Linked DNA regions of Hordeum vulgare: region 1 is linked to region 2. The links are chromatin contacts, called in public Hi-C maps. All regions are on one chromosome and are shown on one strand. Each heading gives the region's core, a stretch centred on a gene start, on an enhancer-like site or on the middle of the called end of the contact. The rest is flanking DNA. Distances are from core to core; before and after follow the strand shown.

Region 1 (5,145 bases), core at 1,101-3,600, 420 kb before region 2:
GCCACGACGCCAAACAGCGCCACCGCCCTGCGCTCATTCGTCCAGACACGAAGATTCTGGAAGAACTGTCGTGCGTAGCACCTACCAACCAGGCATGACTCAGCGTAGCACCTGTCGGCCATGCATGACTTGATAGTTCCACCAAATCTTCGGGCCAGACAAAGCCGCTCCATCTCCTGCCTCTGTCATCCAGCGCTGCTCCACAAACGATGCTCCCAAGAGAGAAACGGCACCACAGTACCGCCGTCGTTCGATCTGGAAAGTCAGATCTTAGGGTTTCCTTCGAAGCAATGCCCACCACCAGCAACTGTCCATGACCCACATAGTGCCACCACCACTCAGCCCTCAAGGCGACGCCTTCAGGAAGGTCACGACGTCAAGGACGCCGCCGCCGCCCACCGGAGTTAGGGTTTTCACCCAAGAGGCAGTGAGGTAGGAAGTGGAGGAGCAGACGTAGACCGACGTCTCCAAGAAGAAAAACGGCGCCCTTGAGCATCGGCGGCGGCGCGGCCGGCCAGGGCCGACCAATGGGTTTCCCCTTATCTGAATCTCCTCCACCAGCTTCATCCGCGGGCACGCCAGCAACACCAAGAAACCGCAGGAGAGAAGCACACCGCGGGTATCTGGATCAATGAAGATCCAATCTGAACAGTGACGAGTACCACCACCCTGCGCTGGCCGACGGCGTCTGGGCGCCGGATCCAGAAGGATCTGACCCGAACTCGACGACGCACGCGACCACCATGTCTTGCCCCTCTCGCAGCCGCCACACCGCGCCACAAGGACGAACCCCAGTCGTTGACGCGCTCCGCACGCCGCCGCTAGGATCCACATGCAGCGCCCCCGCACCGCGTGCTAGTCCGGCGCCTCCTCACGAACGGTCGTCCAGCGCCAGCCATGTCGCGTGAAGGGGAGAGGATCCCCGCCGCCGTCCCTGCCGGCCAGGCTTCGCCCGGCGGCGAGGATGAAGGAGGAGTGAGGGAGGACCGACGGCGGCGGCTAGGGTTACCCCCTGGTCACCCACGGGGGTGACGGGAGGGGGTTAGGGGGGGGGGGGGGGGGGCTACGGGAGGCGGCGGCTAGGGTTACGGGAGGAGGAGGCGGCTCAGTGGATCGTGAAATAGATAATTGGCAATGTCAGAATCACAAATGTTGATACAAAGCTCTAGAAAAAGAAACATTGCAACAAATAAACGGCATCCTGCCACAAGCAGTCATGCATACAATCAAGAGCTGCCTGATCCAAGGGAGCAAGCAGGAATGTCCAGCATATCTAGAAATTGGACGTATCTAGCCTAATTAGCATTATCCGAGAACCAACATAAAAAGATAAACACAACACACTACAGTGCGCTTTATTTCCAAATTTAGGTACAACACATGCGAAAAGCAATAACTTACAGTCGTCCATTTCCAATGGAATTGTCCAACATTTGAATAGAAGGTGTACTTGCTGTCAAGCAAGGCGTGTTATCTCCCATTCGGGTTCTTTCAGATTTAGGCTGAATAAACCTACCTTGAATAAACGTCCGTTTTCTTCCTAGCACTAGCTCTACTTCAGCATCAGATTGCACCTATAGCATGCAGAACACCAAAAGAAATCCTAGACTACTTTTGCTGGACGATGCTGGGTCCAAAATTCCAACCCCAGAATTCCGAGGAGTGTCTGGAATTTCCTTGAAATTTTCCCCAATCAAACCCAACAAAGGCTTAGTCAGACACAGTCCATATGAACTAGCATCTGTTTTCCTGTCACTGTCAATCGTCAGAAATCGTCACAACTCACGCAGAATCTAGCTGCATCCCAACAATTCCTGCAGAAGGAAAATCCAAACACTTCTGGGACTTCCTAGGAAACACGAGTAATACAGTGACCAAAATAAGCAGACCAACGCTCCCCCCTCAAGCAACGCCAGCCAAGAATCTCACAAAAGGGCCCCAATTTTCCGAGAGGCAGGCCACGAAACCAACCAAACGGGGGAAAAAATCACGAGGCGCAAGAAGCGTACCAAACGGGCTGCAGAGTAAGAGTACGGCATGACGGAATCAAGAACCAAGAAGCCACTCCAGGAAACTGAAACAGATGAGAACGATTTTGCCAGGGCGGTGCATGCAAGAACACGATTGGGGATTTCTAGGAGGGGGGCGGGAGAGCAGTCAGGCAGTCACTCACCTCCCCCGAATTCTCCCTTCGAGATCCTCTCCTCTGGCCCTGTCCGGTGGAATCTTCCTTGGACCGAGAAAGATTATGGGCGGAGAAGGCGAGAAGCGAAAGCGGAAGCACGAAGGATCAAGAAGACGAGGAGGGGACTGTCACTCTCCTCTAGCTGCCAAATATGCGACCTACCGTTTCTTTTCTTTTTTTTTTCTTTCTGGGAATAAATGGCCTTCTGTCCACTAGTGTCACGTCACCAACCTCAAATATTGATGGGTGCACCAAGAATTTGATGATCGCTAGTTTTTCTTTCAAAACGTTACAATGAAAGTCATGAGCATACATTCATTTCTATGAACGCACGCATATCCTATTATGAACACATTTAGGAGACTGAGTCGTCAGAAGGCCTGGAATAATAATCTAGAAAAATACGGCCATCAATGTCAAATATATGACTTGAGATTTGATGGACAACATATAGCATTGTTCTCCTAACCATTCAACAATGACGAATCTTGAAAGAAAATGAAGGAGGGACTCAATGTTAGCTGTGTGAAAAAAAACACTAACTCTCAGTTTTTAATTTAAATAGTATTAAATTTTTTATGATGAATATACCTAAATTTAGTTTTTACATTTTTAGAAGGGGGCTCAAGCCTGTTGAAGCACGCCCTTAGATTCGCCATTGCATCGAATCATAAGTTGGTTCGCAAATGATCACTAAGTTGACAATCTTTTATGTAGCATGTTGGTTTTATGGGTGTATCTTCAAGCTAAAATATACTTAATACTCTCCGTTCGAAATTACTTGTCGTAAAAACAGATGTATCTAAAACTAAAATACATCTAGATACATTCATTTCTTCCACAAATATCGAAAGGAGGAAGTATTGTGCATCGATCATGTAGATATATGAATTGTTTCCATTATTGATATGCATCTCAAATTCAAACAACGTGTCAATCTTTTAACCATTGCAATGTTTTATGTGGATTTGGAAACAATACCGAGGACGTGGTATGCCCTCTCCGAACAAAAATGTTAGAAGTGTAAATTCATATGCCTTTAGGGCATGATTGGTTTCCAGTTTAAGGTTGTCACGTCTAACTTTAATCGTGACACTATATCTTAAACATGTGTTTGATTCATTGTCATATTTGTGATTTGCCACATTTTTTAGTTATACTTTCACATGTTTGACTCAATGTTTTGTTAAATCTGATCACACTTGTGATCTGATCACACTTGTGATGGTCATTCTGTTAGCCACACTTTGCCTAAGCTTAGCTGAAACAAAAAGGCCTTTAATAATTGACTTGTGATATTTATGTATCTTCTCATCGTAGTGAATTCAAATCAAACAAAATATGGTGTTTCTAAAATAAAATTATTATACATGTTAGAGTGCTTGCGCCGTTAGCAAATTATAAGGGACAATAATTTATGGTCTCTCCTCCTTTTGATGAGACTAGCCTCATGTAGATGATCACATGGTCATCAGTTTTGATTTATTGTCGCAGTTATCAACAACTCGGGTGCGCTAGGATATCACATATCATCATGGAGACGAAAACTATTTCAGACCCCACTATTGAGCCGCTACCAATGAGAAATAAGGAGTGTCACGCGACTATTATGATGTAACCTTTTTATGTGTAAAAATCTGGAGCTATATGTGTTCTATCATGCACGGGGTGTCCAGGGGCGAAAACACCACCCCATGCGCATAGGATGCCATGTAGGTTTCGCGTCAAGACCCTCGTGCACATTGGATGTCCATGAGAGTATTGACTGGCCCATGCACACGCGGCCTGGAGATCCTGTGCACACGAGCTATATAGTTGGTTCTTGTTGAAACCCAGAGGACAGCTCGACGAAGCACAATATAGGAAAAATATATAATATGTTGGAAATATGCCAAAGAGGTAATAATAAATTGGTTATTATTATATTTTCTTGTTCGTGATAATCGTTTATTATCCCTGCTGGAATTGTATTGATTGGAAACTCAAATACATGTGTGGATACATAGACAACACACCGTCCCTAGTGAGCCTCTAGTTGACTAGCTCGTTGATCAAAGATGGTCAAGGTTTCCTGGCCATAGACAAGTGTTGTCACTTGATAATGGAATCACATCATTAGGAGAATGATGTGATGGACAAAACCCAAACTATGAACATAGCATATGATCGTGTGAGTTTATTGCTACTGTTTTCTGCATGTCAATGTATGTGTGTCCTATGACCATGAGATCATGTAACTTCCGGATACCGAAGGAATACCTTGTGTGTATCAAACGTCGCAACATAAGTGAGTGACAATAAAGGTGCTCTACATGTATCTCCGATGGTGTTTGTTGGGTTGGCATGGATCAAGACTGGGATTTGTCACTCCATGTGACGGATAGGTATCTCGGGGCCCACTCGATAATACAACATCATAACAAGCCTTGCAAGCAATGTGACTAAGGAGTTAGGCACGTGATCTTGTATTATGGAACGAGTAAAGAGACTTGCCGGTAACGAGATTGAACTATGTATGGAGATACCGACGATCGAATCTCGGGCAAGTAACATACCGAAGGACAAAGGGAACAGCATACGAGATTAACTGAATCCTTGACATAGAGGTTCAACCAATAGAGATCTTCGTAGAATATGTAGGAGCCAATATGGTCATCCAGGTCCTGCTATAATGAGGGGAACGGTCACTGAAGGGAACTACCCTAGATACTTGGTAGATGAGAAGGCTGCCAAAGTCGACAAAAGTATATTGGATATACATGATATTGATGTGTACTTTACTGGTATTCCTAGTAGCACCAGGGTATTAGATACCAGTTCGGTTGCTAAGTGTTAGTAATTCGAAATAAAAGCTACGGAATAAACGAAGACTAGCTGAAGGCGAGGTGACGATGTGTGTTGGAAGTGTTTCCAAGGTTGATGTGATCACCATCGCACACTCCCTCTACTTTCGAGACTAG
Region 2 (5,159 bases), core at 1,944-4,443:
GCCGAGAAATAAATTAGATATGTTATTGACATTCGGTCCTTATATCCACGTACTCAAAGAATCTAAACAAGAAGTTTAGAATCACATATTTGCAACTCATTGCAAATCTGCCACATACATTTACTGATGACAAAGGTGTCACTCAATTTTATATTCCTGTAGTAAAGTATCAGAAAGAGTGGAGGTACCTAATAAGCCACTCTTCTCCCGAAATGAGAGCAAGAGGGGGAGAAATCTGACCACACGAGATATAATCTCGCATATGCTTCCGCGGAAATAGAGGAAATCAAATCCTCAACCAGTAAATGTAATTCAACATCAAGTTGAAAGAACACCTCACTGGATGCTCATCATCCAAAGCCCGACATAAATGTGCACAAATGTTTTCGTGTCGGGGCATCGAAACACCTTGACTCCATTGTTGTAGGAAATCACAAGGAGTTAAAAGGAATAAATACATTTCCACAAATTTCATTGATTCCTCCAGAATCATATAACATAAGTCTACATTTGTTGATATATATTTCTTCTGAAAATTGCTAAAACCTTTTGGGCCCTGAACCAAAATCCATGGTAGAGTGCCTCTTCCACTCATGTTGGTTCACATAAAAGGAAGCAAGTAATGAAGAATAGCCTCGCTCTACAAACGAGTGGTATTTACCACAGTAATACCTACTCCTCATAAGTGTCTTCCATATGGAATACTAAAAACTTCTCATTCATAGACAAAGTCAATGAGGTGGTGAGAAAGCAAGGCTTGTAGCAAAAGGGTTCACGCAGAGACCCGATATCAAATTATGATGTAAGATACCCTCTTGGTATGCGTGCAATTAAGTTTCGATAATAAATATAATTGGTAGTACAAATAATATTATCCATGTAATTAATGGATGCAGTGACTACATACTCATATGGGCCACTCATTTCGTAAATTTATAACAAAGTCCCTAAAAGGCTTAGAATTCCGAATCCAAAATAAATCGCAACATATTTGTGTAAAATTTCAGAAGTCACTCTATGGCTTGAAATAGTCGGAAATCATATGGTACTACCGACTAAATGAGTTCCTTCTTCAAAGGATTACTCAAAGGATGATCATTTTTTATGTATTAATAAAGGAATCCCAAAATTTGCTTTCCTTACATCACCTGTGTGTATATTGATGATTTCGTCATCAATGTCTCTATAAGACCTAAACATACATAAAATCATCTCAAGACGGAAAATTTGGATTCAACCAAATTTAGCTTAAGTTTACAACTTCAGCATTCTCTCAAAGAATACATATCAGTCTACATATATCCAAAACATATATGAGAAGTTCAATTTGGATATATCATATCAACAAAAGACATGTATGGTCATACTACCTTTGATAAGGTACAAATCCATTCATACCTAGGGGTGATACTGAAGTGATACTAGGACCTGAAGTTATATATTTCACTAATGTCAAAGCACTCGTATACTTGGAAACTACGTCAGGCCTGACACTATATTTGCTATCTTTATTCGGAGTGCAACCCCAACAAAAGGTATATGGTTGATATAAGTACTATCATCTTATATCTGAAGATTACAGTAAATCTTGGATATTTTCATCAGGAAATAGAAGATATGACCATGATATGATGTAATGATATTGGCTTTTTATTTGATCCCAGTGACGCCATATCAATGACTGAATTTGCTGGAATAGCCTTCACATGAAAGTCATATAAATGGATTTTAATGGTTATTTCCAATTATCATTCTAACATAATTGCTTTATCTAAAAGCATTGCAAAATATGCATGATTTGGCAGAATGATTAACCACACTCAAAATCATGTGGTTGAGATTCATCAGAATTACATTACTTGATTTATCAAGATACTTCCACTTGTGTTACTCAATACCTACATGTTATATGAAGAGCAATATCATAAATCACATTGCTCAGAAATTACTTATCCTCTGGATTATAGAAAGTTGAGGAAATAATTTGCAAACAAAATATTGTGATAATCCAACAGATTATACACAATCTCATGTCAATGGCATTGGTATGAGACATACTCCATATTTGCAAAGTTCAGGGGGAGTAATCTCCCAGACTATAACCTATTAACAATCATCAAATTGCATATATTGTACTCTTTTTCCCTTGATGAGTTTTTCCTAACGGTTTCTCATAAAAGGTTTTTAATGAGATAATATAAACACAAGTATCTATATATGCCATATCATTTTCTCCTTATATTTTTCACACTGGGTTTTAAAGGAGTTTTTCAATGGCATGTGAAATGCACTCTTTTCCTTTATGAGTTTTCTCTCGAAGTTTCTCATGATGGTCTTTAATGAGGCAATATCTTCTCAAAGATCATATGTTATACTTTCTATTTTCCATATCGGGGTTTTTAAAGGAAGTACTCAAGACATATTTATTGTTCTCTAAACTCAAAGATGAGTTTTCTCCTTCTACAAAGGTTTTCTCAAATGAGTTATCACGAGACAATAATCATTATATGTTGTATCATTTTCTCCTTATTTTTCCCACAGGGTTTAAAGGAGTTTTAGCAACATATCTACACTATTCTCCTCATATTTTTCCCGCAGGGTTTTTGGAGGAGACTTTAAAGATTATACAACGATTTCTCATAATGAAGATGATGAACATTCTCGAAGGCAAACACATACAAGGAGGAGTCTTTATGAACATGATATATATTATAAAGACAAGCATTGATTAGGAGGAGTGTTAGGAATTAATTAAATACATTAATTAAGGGATAATCCCTGCTATGTCGGTTGCTTTAGTTTAGCAACTGCTCCTTGTAACCGTCTTTATACTGAGATATATATACCCACATCTTCAATCAATGAGACAACGATTTCATCATTTGCTCTTCCTCTCTTCTTCTATTCTTCACGTGACGGACGCGTAGAGCGGCCCGAAGAAGAAACAAAAAAGTCGAGAAAAAACCAAAACAGGAGCGTAAAAATGCGCAAGAAGAGACGGGCGCTGACGCAACCCGCCCACAAGAAAAAGATACACGTATCCATTCGACGGATGGGCGTCCCACGGGCGGTGGGCCCCACCCGCACGGACACGTCCGCCGTGCTCTCCAATCCACTTAAGTCGCAGTCCCACCCTTGGCGTCCGCCCCTCACTCCTCTTTTAAAACCTCCCTAAAAAAAAAGAGATGCTGCCCCGAAGACGTCAAAATAAAACCACGAGCACAGTGCCCATCCCCTCCGCTCCCCCGTCCCCCCTCCCTCCCCGCGCCACTCGAATCCTCTCCTCTGCGGCTACCAATGGACGCGCAGTACAACCCCAGGACGGTGGAGGAGGTCTTCCGGGACTACAAGGGCCGCCGCAACGGCCTCGCCCGCGCGCTCACCACCGGTAGGTCGCCGCAGATTCGCTCGCCAGATTGGGTTTCTCCTTTTGGCCGCCGAAGATTCGAGCTTTCCGAATTTCGCCGCCGTTCCATGGGATTTTCACCCCGTCTGTGCTCCTCGGCTGGTCTCCTGACTGTTTTGTTTCTTGTTTCTTGTTTCACGCTGCAGATGTGGAGAATTTCTTCCGGCAATGCGACCCGGGTGAGTGAATTCTCGCGCCTGTCCGTCTGTCTGCCCTGCTGTTCTTCGCTGCTCTTTCCGTGCAGATTTTGATGTATTATTATCCTTCCGTAATCTCCGCACTTAATTAAGTACCATTTAGCGTGATTATAATTACTAATTAGAGATGAGTTTTAGTGGAGTTCCTTAGAAAATAACCGATGCGCCTCTTCATCTGAACCTGCTTAGCTGAGTGTTACCCTGAATACTGAAGAGTTAACAGACTAATCTCCACTTTATTTCGAGTCCTTCCCGCAGTTTTAGTACTTATCCATGGATCGAAGAACTAGCAATAGAATATGCACGGTGCGTGAAGCCCTCTGAATGTCGAGCAGAGGGCCTTAACTGTTGGATTTAATAACGAGTTTCCTGTGGAGGTAGACTGTGACGTGGGCCTCAGCAGTCGGATGGCCGGAAACGGATGGCTCAGATCATTCAACATGCTTGGCCGTGCTGCCCTATAGGCTGAGTGGTCAATGAATTCGTCAGTGTCACTTCCTGCTGAAAGCTTCCACCTTTGGGAGCTACTCCTTCGGCCCCCGAAATACTTATCACACAAATTGATAAAAATGGATGTATCTAAACTAAAATACATTTAGATACATCCATTCCTATGATAAGTACGTATTTCCGAATGGAGGGAGTACTTATCTTGGTAGTAGTAGAAAAGGTGGCACTGGCCGTTGGGAGCGGTGGTGGGCTGCTAGTTGGCTGGTGCGTATGTGAGTTTGGTTTATTGGGTTCAGCATTACTGGGTCCTGCTTGGTTGGTGGGGTGTGATTCTTCTGCCCTAATAATGATTGTTGCAGTTCTTGACTTTCAAGGACTGGCAGACTACAATGATAGGAGTAGGACTTGCCGTTCTTTGCTGCTTGCTGCCTACCAGTGTGTGTACAGTCCTACTGTTGCATAGGGCAAAGAACAGTGATGTTGGTTCCTTCAGTGTTTTGGTGGTGGAGGACTGCCTAGCATTGCATTCTACAGTATAATGCTTTGTAAATTTGCACCCCTAACAAAGACCTGTCATCACCCTTTCCCCCTTCTTTGTTCTTCAATGCATCTGCTGCCCTCTGTGCAGCATAGTGTGCTGGCTGGAATGGTTCCATTGCAGCTTGTAACCATTGGATTCTTCTGAGGAACTTACTATGAATATGGAGGAGACCAAGAGAGCATCCTTAATTCTCTAGCAGCCTAGGAGTGTAACACGGTGAATTGAATGGGCTTATGTATGATTCATCCGCAAAATGCTGTAGGGTTGGATCAAAATGAATCTGAATGGTGGTTAGTGCAATCATCGTGAGGTGTCATTCGGCATACATAGTGTGCCAAATACAAGAAAAATCTCAACGGGAACTTTATCCCGTTAACAGAGGAATCCAATATGTCTATTCTCCTGTAATGGACTGGTTACGTCAATCATATGGGATTTGCCTTTTTTCAGTGTGCTGACTTCCCTTCCTAAGCCCATAACACGGTTAAGTACTATCTTGATCAAATCGTGTCTTTTTCATGCTGTAAATGACTTGATCTTTCATGCTCTTCTCAAGTTTTTTTGG

The links. Hi-C and Micro-C count contacts between places; a contact is called where the count stands out from the background.
Region 1: a Hi-C map of leaf shows a contact between it and region 2, with 8 times the contacts expected there. The contact joins the promoter of LOC123425358 here to the promoter of LOC123425355 in region 2. A contact is called at or near these places in 3 of 6 Hi-C or Micro-C datasets (leaf and seedling) and 1 of 1 datasets of contacts at active chromatin or transcription factors (embryo).

Annotation. Positions count from the first base shown.
Region 1 is chr2H:104,045,032-104,050,176 of MorexV3_pseudomolecules_assembly, reverse strand. LOC123425358 (nuclear transcription factor Y subunit A-7-like) reads right to left here and starts at 2,350. Exons shown (of 8, transcript XM_045109046.1): 1 at 2,174-2,350; 2 at 2,010-2,074.
Region 2 is chr2H:103,625,255-103,630,413 of MorexV3_pseudomolecules_assembly, reverse strand. LOC123425355 (PHD finger protein ALFIN-LIKE 9-like) reads left to right here and starts at 3,193. Exons shown (of 5, transcript XM_045109040.1): 1 at 3,193-3,388; 2 at 3,553-3,585. The coding sequence starts at 3,298.